Regions from separate parts of the Mus musculus genome. Here all the other regions are linked to region 4. The links are chromatin contacts, called in public Hi-C and HiChIP or PLAC-seq maps. All regions are on one chromosome and are shown on one strand. The core of a region is the stretch at or near the end of the contact, and the rest is flanking DNA. Distances in the headings are between cores, read along the strand shown. Region 1 holds the start of Zcchc2 (zinc finger, CCHC domain containing 2). Region 2 overlaps Zcchc2 (zinc finger, CCHC domain containing 2). Region 3 has its middle 33 kb from the start of Gm20753. Region 4 has its middle 130 kb from the start of Gm41928.

Region 1 (2,700 bases), core at 117-2,616, 410 kb after region 4:
AGCTGGATTCTGAGGCCCGCCGAGGCGGAGGCCGGAGCTGCGACTGCACTTCTTCGCACCTTACCTGGGCCCTGGAGCCCGCAAAGTTGCTGGGCTCCACCTCCGCGTCCTCCGGCTCCACCCGGAGTGCGCTGCGGAGCCTCTCCAGGTGCTCCCTCAGGGTGACCCGCTGGTGGAAGGAGAAAGCCGGGTGCAGCGAAGCCATGGTGAACAGCAGCAGCAGTTCCTCTTGGGCCCTGAAGCCGAGCCCGCCTCCAGTCCCGAGCTTGGCGCAGCCACTGCCTTCCGGGCCGGGGCCGTCCTTCTCCGCGTCCTGCTCGCCATCGCCACTCGGCTCGTCCTCCACGCTGCCCCGCGAGCCCTCGGCTCGAGTCGCGCGCAGGCTTCTGAGCACCGCGTCCACCTGGGGCAGGAGGCGGTGCAGGCGGCCAGCGGCCTCTCTGTTCTCCGAGCCCAGCAGCGCTAGGTATACGATGAGGCGCGAGCGCACGGCGGGCTCTCGGAAATCGGCCAGCGACCCTGGGTCCGAGAGGCCGTTGGCCTTCGCCTCCGAGTCGCGCAGGTAGTGGTAGTCCTTGCGCGCCAAGTCCTCCAGGCACGAGCCGAGAAAGCGCAGCTCCAGCGGGTTGCACAGGTCCAGCAGCCCGCACATGAACTCAAGGCGCTGCGCCGAGCCCAGCACCAGCCCGAACCACTCATACACCCGCTCCTGTTCGCGCAGCGCCGCCGCGTGCCCGCCGCCGCCCGGCATGCCCGCGCCCGCCGTCGGCCCGCTAGCAACAGGCGGCTCGAGCCCCCGGGGCGGCGACGGCGGCGGCGGGGGTCCCCGCGGCAGGCCCGTGGGCGGCGGCGGCGGGCGGCAGTCGCGGCGGCGGCGCAGCGGAGCCTTTGCGCCCGGCCGCGCGTCCGCCTCGGGCTCCTCCGCGTCGGGCGGCGGCTCGCTGGGGTGCGTCGACTTCGGTGGCAGCTTCATCCTCAGCATCCTCAGCTAAGGCGGTGCGGACATGCGAGCGAGGGAGCGGGGGCGGCGGGAGGAGCCGAGCGCCCGGGCGGCGGCACGGCCGTCAAGAACGTTGCCCCTCCATGCCGCCGGGGCGGGCCGGGGGCGGGTCTCGCCGACCGGGGACGGGGGGCGGTGGCCGGCCGGCAGCTTCGTCCCGGCGGGAGGCGGGGCGTGACCGCGACGGCTCCTCCCCTGGGCTCTGTGCCCGCTGGGGAGTCCGGTGCGGGAGGAGCAAGTCGACGAGCGCGTCCTCCTTCCGCCTTTCCGCGTCCGCACGGGGCTGGCGGTGACGGCCTGAGCCGTTCCCTCTCGAGCCGGCGCTGGCAGAGCGGCTTGGCGAGGAGGAGGAGGAGCAGCGGGGCTGGGCGGAGACGCTGGCGGGCTCCGCGCACCGCACTCCAGCCAATCAACGTTTAGATCTGGCGTGACGCGAGCTTCTCGTTTGCCCCCCCCTCCCCGCCGGGAGCCGCCCTCTCTGAGAAGCCACGCCCACCTCCTGCTATGCTGCAAGGCTCTGGCACATCCCGCGCGGTCCTAATGCTTGATGGGTTCCAGCAGACTGAGGACGTGGGTTTGGGACTTTCGGACCACGGCGAGGTGAGCTTGGCCCGGAGCGGCAGAAGTGGGCGAGGTTCGCGTGGGAGGAGGGACATCGACTTAGTTTTTCTTGAGAGATCTGACCGTGCCGTGGCTGCAGACCATCTTCGCGTCAGCCACCGCCCTGGATCACGCCAAGTGGGTTCCCAGCCCCTGCCGCCTCGTGAACTCCGCCAAAGTCAGCCACGGGAGATTACCATATTCTAAAACTTCACCTGGACCGTTGGTGTGAACGCTGGGACGAAGATCCAGGAGTTAGGTCGGGATGTAGAGTGGTTTTGGGCGGCGAGCGCCCTTGCTCAGGCTGGCTGCAAGGTGCTGCTTTGGGCCGGGTATCCGGCTGAGGGGACCCTGTTGCTGGGGGTGCTTGGCCTAATGGTTGCATCTGGCTTGCAAGGTTAAGTTTAAGGACGCCCTCCTGCCCCAAATCTATGGTTTGCGCAATCACTTATTGCCTACGTTTTAGTTCCTATCCGTGAACATTTGGAATTCTTGAGCTGGTGTGAATTTCCTGTAACTCTTTTAAACAATTTAATAAGTTACTGTCTTGTCAGGGTTTTAAGTTTTTAAGCGATATTACATTTTTAAGTTTTGTAGACACCGCCCTCCCTATGACTCTTTCAGTGATATGTATAGCCCAACCATAAAAATCAATTTAAAAACCAAACCAACCCAAGGGGCCATGATTGCTCTCAGAGCCATCAGGACCATCCTGTCTCATTTGTGCTGGAGCCTGACTGCCGGTCAAGAGTTCTTGGCATGCTGTTTGTCAGTCCATGATTGTAAATAAATATAAATCTTGTGCCCAGGGGCGGGGGAAACAGGATTATTATTATTATTATTATTATTATTATTATTATTATTATTTGAGGGTCCATAATAGTAGTTTCTTTGTGTGTTTGCTTTTTAAAATTTCCGACAGTTTTAAATAAAGAACTTATACCACATAACCAAAGTAGGAGCGTGAGAAAATTAAAAGCCACACTAACCCTCGTTGAGAGTGTTGGGACATCTACAGAGTGTATAGAATCGCCTTTATCTCACAAACTCTGCGGCTTTATCATTTAGGATAAGACTGAATTGAACCCTAAATCAGCTTC
Region 2 (2,700 bases), core at 113-2,612, 380 kb after region 4:
GGATCAACCTAATGTGACTGGAAACCCCCCACGGCCTAAATAATGCAGAGGATGAAGTTATTGGGTTTACACTTTGGGAAGACAGAGAGTTCTGCCAAGTCACTGAAAGAACCAAATGTAAAGTCTTCAACTATGAAGCCAGTGTAAGAATTCAACAGATGGGAAACTGAGGGAAAGAGCTGATAACAAGCTTGGTCTGAAGAAGCTACACTGAAGGACAAAAGGATGGAACATAAAAACCTAAGAGACAAGTGGGATGGATGTGTGAGCAGCCCACACACAAGGACCTCGGGGACTCTTACAAGACGGCTTCAGAGAACAGAAACTGACTATCTGAAGACATAAGCTGAGAACTTTCTAAAGTCAAAATATAGAAAGTTACAGAGTTTAGAAGCACAAGTAATGCAAACAGCTACAAAGTCCATCACGGACAACAGAGAAAAGCTCAAAGGCTCTAGGAGGAAAGGCTACCGAAAGAACAGCTCTAAGAGTGGATCAGAGAAGGGAGGGCTTCAGTCCCAGGAGAGAGGAGGAACCAGGGCTGCCACAAGCAAAGGAGTCCCAAGCTCATCTACAAAGAAAGAAAGAAAGCAGCTGCCCATAGGAGGGTCCTGACTAAAAGAGCAGAACGCTTGTGGCATTTAGATGAGGGGCAGTACTAGTAAGCTAGAAATCACATCAACAATTTGATCTGCCAGAGACATCAGGTGTCAGAGATAGGCCAACGGGGTGGCACACAGCAGATGAAAACTACACAGCCAGAAGACTGTCAGTTACAGCTTCAAAGAGGCAGCAGAAAAGAAATGCCAACCAAGACTCACTCAGCTAAGCACAGCTCAGTGGTAGATGGCTTTGATTTGTGAGCACAATAATACACAGTACAATACACAGTAATACAAAGTGTATACACACACACACACACACACACACACACACACACACACACACAAACACACACACACCCTAACTGCATTCATTTAAAAGGGAAACCATCATAGGTGGATGCTGAGGGACAAGACAGCAGAAAGAGATCTAAATGAATGCTGGAAAACAGTGCCACAATTTAAAACTATGAAGACAATGAAAATGCAGGATGACTGTAACCCAGGCAAAAGCAATACAGTGACCTGAGTCCCTTAGAGTACTCAAGGAATCGTGCAAGCACAAACTGTCTATGAATTTATGTTACCCGTTAAGAGGTGAAAGACACACTGCAATTTTGGGGGCAGCTACAAGAATAAAATTCAGTATGTAACTCTGAAGGCTGCCACAAAAGAACTTCCCCAAAGGGCAGGAAGGAAGGGGACAAAAGGGAAACAGCACGCACGGCAACTGAAAAGAAAGCAAAACAAAAAACCCACCCGAGAGGAAAATGGCAGACTCCCAGACAGCACACAGGTGAGAAGTTGACTAAACACTGACTGAGTGTAAGGTGTACAAAGGCATTTACACTTTAGAAGTTAGATACCTACTTCAGAGCGGGACTTTTCCCAGCATGTTTCTTGTGGATGATGGTGTGCTGTAACACATCTAGGGTGGGAGAAAGAAGAGTGAATTAATTCAGGACACTATGTGCTACAGCAAAGCACTGAAAGGATGCTCGTGCTGACTGACGCAGCTGGAGGGCTCCTGCCCAGCTCTGACCTAGCTCCCAGCACACAGGGCACTTCCACTTGTTTCTGTGAGACAAGGTCTACTATATGGTCCAGGCTGACCTCAAATCCAACTCCTGGCTTCATCCTCCGGGGTGCCAGGATTACTGTGTGCATTACCATACCAAGCTTACAGAAGATACCATAACAAATCTTCAATTGCCTAATACACTATTGAATTACCTCAAATGTGCACACCAATCTTACTCAAAATTATGCAATTTTAACGTGAGCGTGTTACTTCAAACTGAATTTACTTCAGGTAAAACTATTTCTATTAAAATTTTCAATATTTTTAAAAGTCCACAAGATCACTCTCAAGTTACTCTAAAAAAGAAATGATGTATGAGATCTGACTACAGGTCACCCTTTACTCCCCTGCTCCCCTCCACAGAAGTTAACTATTACCTAACTTGCTGAAACACTATAGCGAAAGCTCCATTTTAACCACCTGTGCATGTGAGTACATTCATAAACTCACAGAGGGCTATGGCGGGCTTTATTCTAACTGCTGCCCAGCAGATATACTTAGTATGTCTACTGAGACTACTTAGTTGAAACATTCAGGTGACTCCCTGGTATTTGTCACTACAAACCCTGGTGCAGCCAGCACATGGTCTAATTTCATAGATGCTGAATCAGCAGGTAGTAGCCATGATCTCCAGCTTCACTGCATCATGCCATGTGGTCTGTGCAAACACACGCGCCAATTAACATCTCATCCATAACGTCTGAGCTCCTACTGTCATATCCTGGACATCAGATGTGAAAACGGCTTACTGGTCTGATGAATGTGCGTGCAGTGGTGTCTTGGCCCTGTCCTTCACTTTCTCAATTACCTGGGAGGCTGTGTGCCTATTGGCTTGAGGGTTTCATCATATATTTCCTATGCTCCATTTTACTCACATGTTGGAATAAATTCTCCACTGATTCACATCATCCCATGATGATATCACTGACTGATCTACTGCAGAAAAATCCTCCTACTTCGAGCAATTTGTCATCTTCTTGTCAACACCCTGCTAGTATATCATCTGTAGACTGTCTT
Region 3 (2,700 bases), core at 191-2,690, 260 kb after region 4:
ACCAGTACCCCGGAGCCCTTGTCTCTAGCTGCATATGTATCAAAAGATGGCCTAGTCGGCCATCACTGGAAAGAGAGGCCCATCGGACACACAAACTTTATATGCCCCAGTACAGGGGAACGCCAGGGCCAAAAAAAAAATGAGAATGGGTGGGTAGGGAAGTGGGGGGGAGGGTATGGGGGACTTTTGGGATAGCATTGGAAATGTCATTGAGGAAAATACGAAATAAAAAAAATGACCATCTATGTTAGTACATTTTACTCTCTGAAAAAAATAGATTTCATTATGTAAAATAGAATTTTACTATGTAAAACAGTATTTTTTTTAAATTTTCAGTCATTGTACATTGAAGATGGTCTCCTTTCCAGCTTAAATTTTACATAAAATTTAAATGTTTGTCTTAGTCAAGGTTTTATTGTGTGCACAGACACCATGACCAAGGCAATTCTTATAAAGGACAACATTTAATTGGGGCTGGCTTGCAGGTTCAGAGGTTCAGTCCATTATCATCAAGGTTGGGGCATGGCAGCATGCAGGCAGGCATGGTGCAGGCAGAGCTGAGAGTTCTACATCTTCACCTGAAGGCTGCTAGCAGAATACTGACTTCCAGGCAGCTAGGATGAGGGTCTTAAAGCCCACGTCCACAGTGACACACCTACTCCAACAAGGCCACACGCTCTAATAGTGCCACTCCCTGGGCGGAGCATATACAAACCATCACAATGTTACTCTTCAAATCTGTTTTAAATGCAGGATTTTCCTCTGGGTGTAGCAGCCCACATCTGTAACCACAGCATTTACGAGGTAAAGGAGATAGGCAAACAAACACAGCACTCAAGAGCAGCTTCAGCTATGGAGTGGAGAGCAGGGCCAGCCTGAGCTATATGAGACCTACCTCAGGGAAATCAGTCAACACACAGACTCTGCCCTTTCAGACAGCCACAGTGACCAACAGTGTGCTGTTTTCTGTTGGAAGTGTTTCTCACAACCATTCCCAGTTGTCTCTCCTAACTTCTCTTTTGTCTGTTCTTCCTCACACAAGGCAGCCACTTAGAAAATAACCACAAAGATTACAAAACAGGAATTAAGGAGAAAAATAAAAAGGTCAACTATAAGAGAAATCAGTTAAACACAAAAGAAAGCAGTATGGAAGGAATTGAGGGTGAAGAAAAATTACATCCAAACAACTAGCAAAATGGCAGAAGTAGGAGTCTTGGAGATTTAGTAAATATACATCCAACACACAGTATATATGGCACATATTAATGTGTGTACACTAAATAGCACTTTATTCCAAAGAGATTAAACAACTGTGGTGGTTTTGAATGAGAAATCTCCTCCATAGGCTTATGCATTTGAAAACTTTCCCTAGTTGGGAGGTCACACTACCTTTAGTGGGCGGAGCCTTGCTGGGGGAAGTGAGTGGGGGGGTGGAGTGGAAGGATTTGAAGGGTTTAAAGCCTTGCTTTGCTTCCAGTTTGCTGTCTCTGCTTCCTGTGTGTGCAGTTGGGACACAATTTCTCAGCTCCCTGTTCCTGCCACCATGTCTCTCCTGCCACTATGAACTCTAGCTCTGTAGAACTGAAAACCAAAGTAAACGCTTCCTTAAGTTGCCTTTGGTCAGTGTTTTATCACAGCAGAAATTAATACAGTCACTGCTATATGGGGCTGTAAAATGTTCCCAAAGGCTTGAACCCCTGGTTCCTGGATGATGGAACATATAGGAGGTAAATGCGAGATAGAAGTGGGTGACTTTCAGGGCAGGCCTTATAGGCAGGCTTATAGAAACCTCTTCTTCCTGGTCGTCACCATGTGACAGTTAGCTACTATATACTCTTTCCATAGTGGAGCAAGAATATTCAGCTGGCATGCTCTTTTCCCTATAACAGACTGTTCTTTCTCAACTAGGAGTCACAAGAAACCCTTCTTCCTTTAAATTGTTATTAGGTATTCTGTGCTAATTAAACAGCACAGATGCTGTTCTGTATGATAGTGTAATGGTAGATATAGATGCCACACACTTGTGGAACCTAAAGGATGTACAGCTGGAAGAGGTTTTCATGAACTACCAGAACAACTTTCTTTTAAAAAAAATATTTATTTTATATTTGCTAGTACACTGTAGTTGTCTCAGGCACACCAGAAAAGGACGTCAGATTCCATTACAGATGGTTGTGAGCTACCATGTGGTTACTGGGAATTGAACTCATGACCTTTGGAAGAGCAGTCAGTGCTCTTAACCACAGAGCCATCTCTTCAGCCCCTCTCACTACCACCACCCCCCAATGGGTAGAACATCCTACCAAGAGCTGTGAGGAAACACAGGGCTATAACTATATCTCACTATAAATGATAACACCAAATCCAGCTGAATACTCATGCTTCCCATCGCAGGTCACAAGTTAGACCACAAAACAATCGCTACATGTCTTAAATAGTAAAATAGTGAAAGCAGTTTCCTGAGCTACCACAGGTGGGAAAGTATCAATGACAGAAGGGAAACTGCAAATATCACTCATATATAGGAAATAATAGAAATTTATTTGAGACAAGGCGTTACTCTGTAGCTCAGTCTGACCACAGACTTATGGCAATCCTCCTGTTTCAGCCTCCTAGTGCTGGGTTTATAGGCAGGAGCCACCATGCCCAGCTAACAAAAGACCTAAAGAAAAAGGAAGCAAAGAGGAGAGCACAAAGGAG
Region 4 (2,700 bases), core at 87-2,586:
TTTGTGTTCTTTGAGCAAAATGAACCAAAGGCCAACAAATGCAATACATATTATTTATATGTACATTGAGGCCAGGAAACAGAACAGTAAAAAACAGGGCTTAAGGGCCATTTGCCCATTTCTTCCTGATGTGTTCAATGTCTTCAAGAAGGGAAGAGGGGCATTTTGAGGGGAGAGCATTCTGCTTTCAGACATTTATGTATATCTAGTATCAACACGGCGCTGGCTTAGACCCTCAAAGCGTCTCAAGATCATACCCCAGCCAGGCCCCTCAGGTCCTGTGCTGGTTTTGAGATGGCCATGGATTGTTGATTAAGGATGAGTGAACATGCAAATCAGATGGAGGTCCTGGAAGGGCTCTTACCTTCCTTTACCTGAGCAAGGTTTAGTGTGAACTTTGATCCAATTGATATAGCAGGTAGGGGTTAGGATAAGAAAAAACAAATCAAAGCTATCACAGATGCTTTAGAGCCATTTACATTTTCAAACACATATATATCAGACATGGGGATCCATATCAGCACAGGCCAGATCAATGACAATGACGAAAGCAGTTGGCCTAGAGTCATTTGCACAACATGGGAATTTCGGAGATGAACTGAAAGAGAGAAACTAGTAGTATTTAATGACAGATATTGGGAGCTCCCCCAGCGACAGTGAGTCTGCTCCCCCACAAGAGAAGTGAGTCTTCTCTTCCACTCGCCACTTGAAGCATTTGTGCCGTGCTCCCGGATTTCTGAGCAGCCTAGTTCTGTGCTGGAATAGTGACAACTTACATGGAAGGCGTTAGTGAGTTTCCGATCTGTCACTCGGGAGGCAGTTACAGATAATATAACCCCACTTTTCAGCGATTATTCTGCTTAGCACCAGGGAAGGACTCAAGACCCTTTGATGAGAGTCAACATTACGCCAATGGGGCTTTTTTTTCTTTTTTCCCCCCTCCCTTAGTTACAGCCAGTAGTGACATCACATATCTACTCTGTAAGACTGCATGCATACCATTAATGCTCTCTGTTTTCCCTTGTTTTCTAACCCCAGGGAAGGCAAGGGTAGACAAATGCTGGATCGATTATAATTCTGGTCGCATGTTATTTAAATTTCCTATTATAGGAACCAAGTAGTCACCAATGATACCACATTGTAAAGCAGAGACTGGTACAAGGTACAACAGACGCTAGGATTTAATGCAGCATCTCTGCCACACTTAATTAGTGGTGAGGATTACTTTCTATTCCATGAAGAAAACTGCTAAACAGTTTCTTCAGTCCAAATGGAGTCGGTGGCCTGGCCCCCAAACTACTCACCAGTAGGTGGTGCTATAACAAAAGCAATCAAAAGAAAGCAGCCACACTAGTCTGGCCCTGGCCAGAGATTGGCCTGATGGGTAAGGGCAGGAAGCCTGGAGGCTGCCTGTATCTGCTAGTAGGTGGCTGATCTGACAGGAACTGGTGTCCTGGCCCCAGCAAGGTCATCAGCCTCAGGGCAACCCTTTCTCCTGTGCAGACATCATGGCTTTAGGGGTCTTCAAGTATTAATAAAATACTTAAAGCTCAAAATCCACTTCAGATTTATAAGCACCTTCACATACACTATTAGAGTGTATCTTGGTAAACAGAAGTGAATAAATTCACCTTAGGAAATAACTGCGGAGGCTCCTACATAAGAGCATGGAGACTTCCCAGTATGTCTGTGCCTCTTTAGTCCCTTCACATGGATGCAACATAAAAGTTTCTCCTCTACAGTACTATGTACTGCCAAGTCCCCCAAAAGAACTTCTCTCTCCACAGTTCCACGCGTGTGATGTGCACAATGTCTCAATGACAGAACGGACAGAGATGTAAATGCCAGAGGACTGTGGATGCACAAACACAGCATCTAACCTGCTGCTCTCTCCCACGTCTGCTGGTTCTGCTGTGTAGCCGCCTCAGATGCTGTCATGGAGTCTACAAGTACTGACTCTGTTCACCAGCCTCCACAGGTTCTGACCCCTCTGAAAGAGTCACACTGTGTGCTCTAGGCCTCCTCCACAAAGATGAACTCTACCCAGAGTTGGGATTTAAGCACTGATGACTTGGAAGCTGGACAGGAAATAAGGCACTGGGGAGCACTAGGAAGTTGTGTGGTTTCTATGTGACCTATGCCCCACATGGTATGATGCACAGTAAGGGAGGGAAGGGCTAGAGAGTCAGGCAGGATCATCCCCTGGGATGACTCGACTTCCAGTTGAAGGCACAAGGCCTCTTCCACACTTGGGAAACACAGTTTCTTCAGCTACTGGGTCCAGTGCTGTGCTGGAGTGAGCTACCTCTTCTTCTGTGGGCTCGGCCATTAGTCTGGGCTGGCCAAGTACTACTGAGGGCACACCTGAAGGGAGACAACAGGGATGCCACCTGCCTTCCACATACAGCTCTTAATTGACAGTTACAATGGAAGGTGCATGGACCTGTTCACGTGATCTCCTGGAAGAGCTGAAACCCATCTTGGTTCTGTAGGAGGTCTGCAGGTTCTCTGCAGGGCTCTCCTCTATGCAGTCCCCATCCAGTCCTCTCTTCCAGTGAGGACTACCTTGCATAATCATAAAAAGAAAAGGGTAACAACAGCTGTGTGTGCGGTTGACCAGAAGGTCGATTCTACTACCTCATTCACTGCAGCTGAACTTGACTATTAAGGAAACAAACCCCAAACCATAATGTTGGTTAA

Evidence for each region. A called contact is a pair of places that touch in the nucleus more often than the background predicts. HiChIP or PLAC-seq counts read pairs in DNA pulled down with a chosen protein or histone mark.
Region 1: an H3K27ac HiChIP or PLAC-seq map of trophoblast stem cells shows a contact between it and region 4, with 4 times the contacts expected there. The contact joins the promoter of Zcchc2 here to the enhancer-like site in region 4. A contact is called at or near these places in 12 of 39 promoter capture datasets (the 3T3-L1 cell line, the C10 cell line, the HPC-7 cell line and 6 more), 1 of 15 datasets of contacts at CTCF or cohesin (large pre-B cells), 8 of 484 Hi-C or Micro-C datasets (the 3T3-L1 cell line, B cells, the HL-1 cell line and 5 more), 14 of 115 datasets of contacts at active chromatin or transcription factors (the NIH/3T3 cell line, T-cell acute lymphoblastic leukemia, bone marrow-derived macrophages and 10 more) and 4 of 9 other capture datasets (adipose tissue, embryonic stem cells, liver and 1 more).
Region 2: a contact with region 4 is called in a Hi-C map of bone marrow-derived macrophages, with 24 read pairs. The contact joins two enhancer-like sites. A contact is called at or near these places in 1 of 39 promoter capture datasets (the C10 cell line), 2 of 484 Hi-C or Micro-C datasets (bone marrow-derived macrophages and nephron progenitors), 5 of 115 datasets of contacts at active chromatin or transcription factors (bone marrow-derived macrophages, fibro-adipogenic progenitors, large pre-B cells and 2 more) and 2 of 9 other capture datasets (adipose tissue and liver).
Region 3: a contact with region 4 is called in a Hi-C map of bone marrow-derived macrophages, with 59 read pairs. The contact joins two enhancer-like sites. A contact is called at or near these places in 14 of 484 Hi-C or Micro-C datasets (CD4 T cells, CD8 T cells, ECoMG-derived neutrophils and 5 more) and 4 of 115 datasets of contacts at active chromatin or transcription factors (the HPC-7 cell line, cardiomyocytes, fibro-adipogenic progenitors and 1 more).

Annotation. Positions count from the first base shown.
Region 1 is chr1:105,989,072-105,991,771 of GRCm38.p6, reverse strand. It overlaps Zcchc2 (zinc finger, CCHC domain containing 2), which reads right to left and starts at 1,366. Exons shown (of 14, transcript NM_001122676.1): 1 at 65-1,366. The coding sequence starts at 982. It overlaps Gm7160 (predicted gene 7160), which reads left to right and starts at 1,490. Exons shown (of 3, transcript NR_151625.1): 1 at 1,490-1,600; 2 at 2,669-2,700.
Region 2 is chr1:106,018,678-106,021,377 of GRCm38.p6, reverse strand. Zcchc2 (zinc finger, CCHC domain containing 2) reads right to left here. Exons shown (of 14, transcript NM_001122676.1): 8 at 1,473-1,530. Among named protein-coding and RNA genes, the nearest start is that of Zcchc2, 30 kb to the right of the region's middle. Within about 2 kb of position 1,362, at least 41 of the 459 cell types and tissues checked have an H3K27ac peak or open chromatin away from gene starts, as enhancers often do. A contact at or near this core is called in bone marrow-derived macrophages, where this site is marked.
Region 3 is chr1:106,137,636-106,140,335 of GRCm38.p6, reverse strand. No RefSeq gene overlaps it. Among named protein-coding and RNA genes, the nearest start is that of Gm20753, 33 kb to the left of the region's middle. Within about 2 kb of position 1,440, at least 3 of the 459 cell types and tissues checked have an H3K27ac peak or open chromatin away from gene starts, as enhancers often do. A contact at or near this core is called in bone marrow-derived macrophages, where this site is marked.
Region 4 is chr1:106,394,332-106,397,031 of GRCm38.p6, reverse strand. No RefSeq gene overlaps it. Among named protein-coding and RNA genes, the nearest start is that of Gm41928, 130 kb to the left of the region's middle. Within about 2 kb of position 1,336, at least 49 of the 459 cell types and tissues checked have an H3K27ac peak or open chromatin away from gene starts, as enhancers often do. A contact at or near this core is called in the HL-1 cell line, the NIH/3T3 cell line, T-cell acute lymphoblastic leukemia and 4 more, where this site is marked.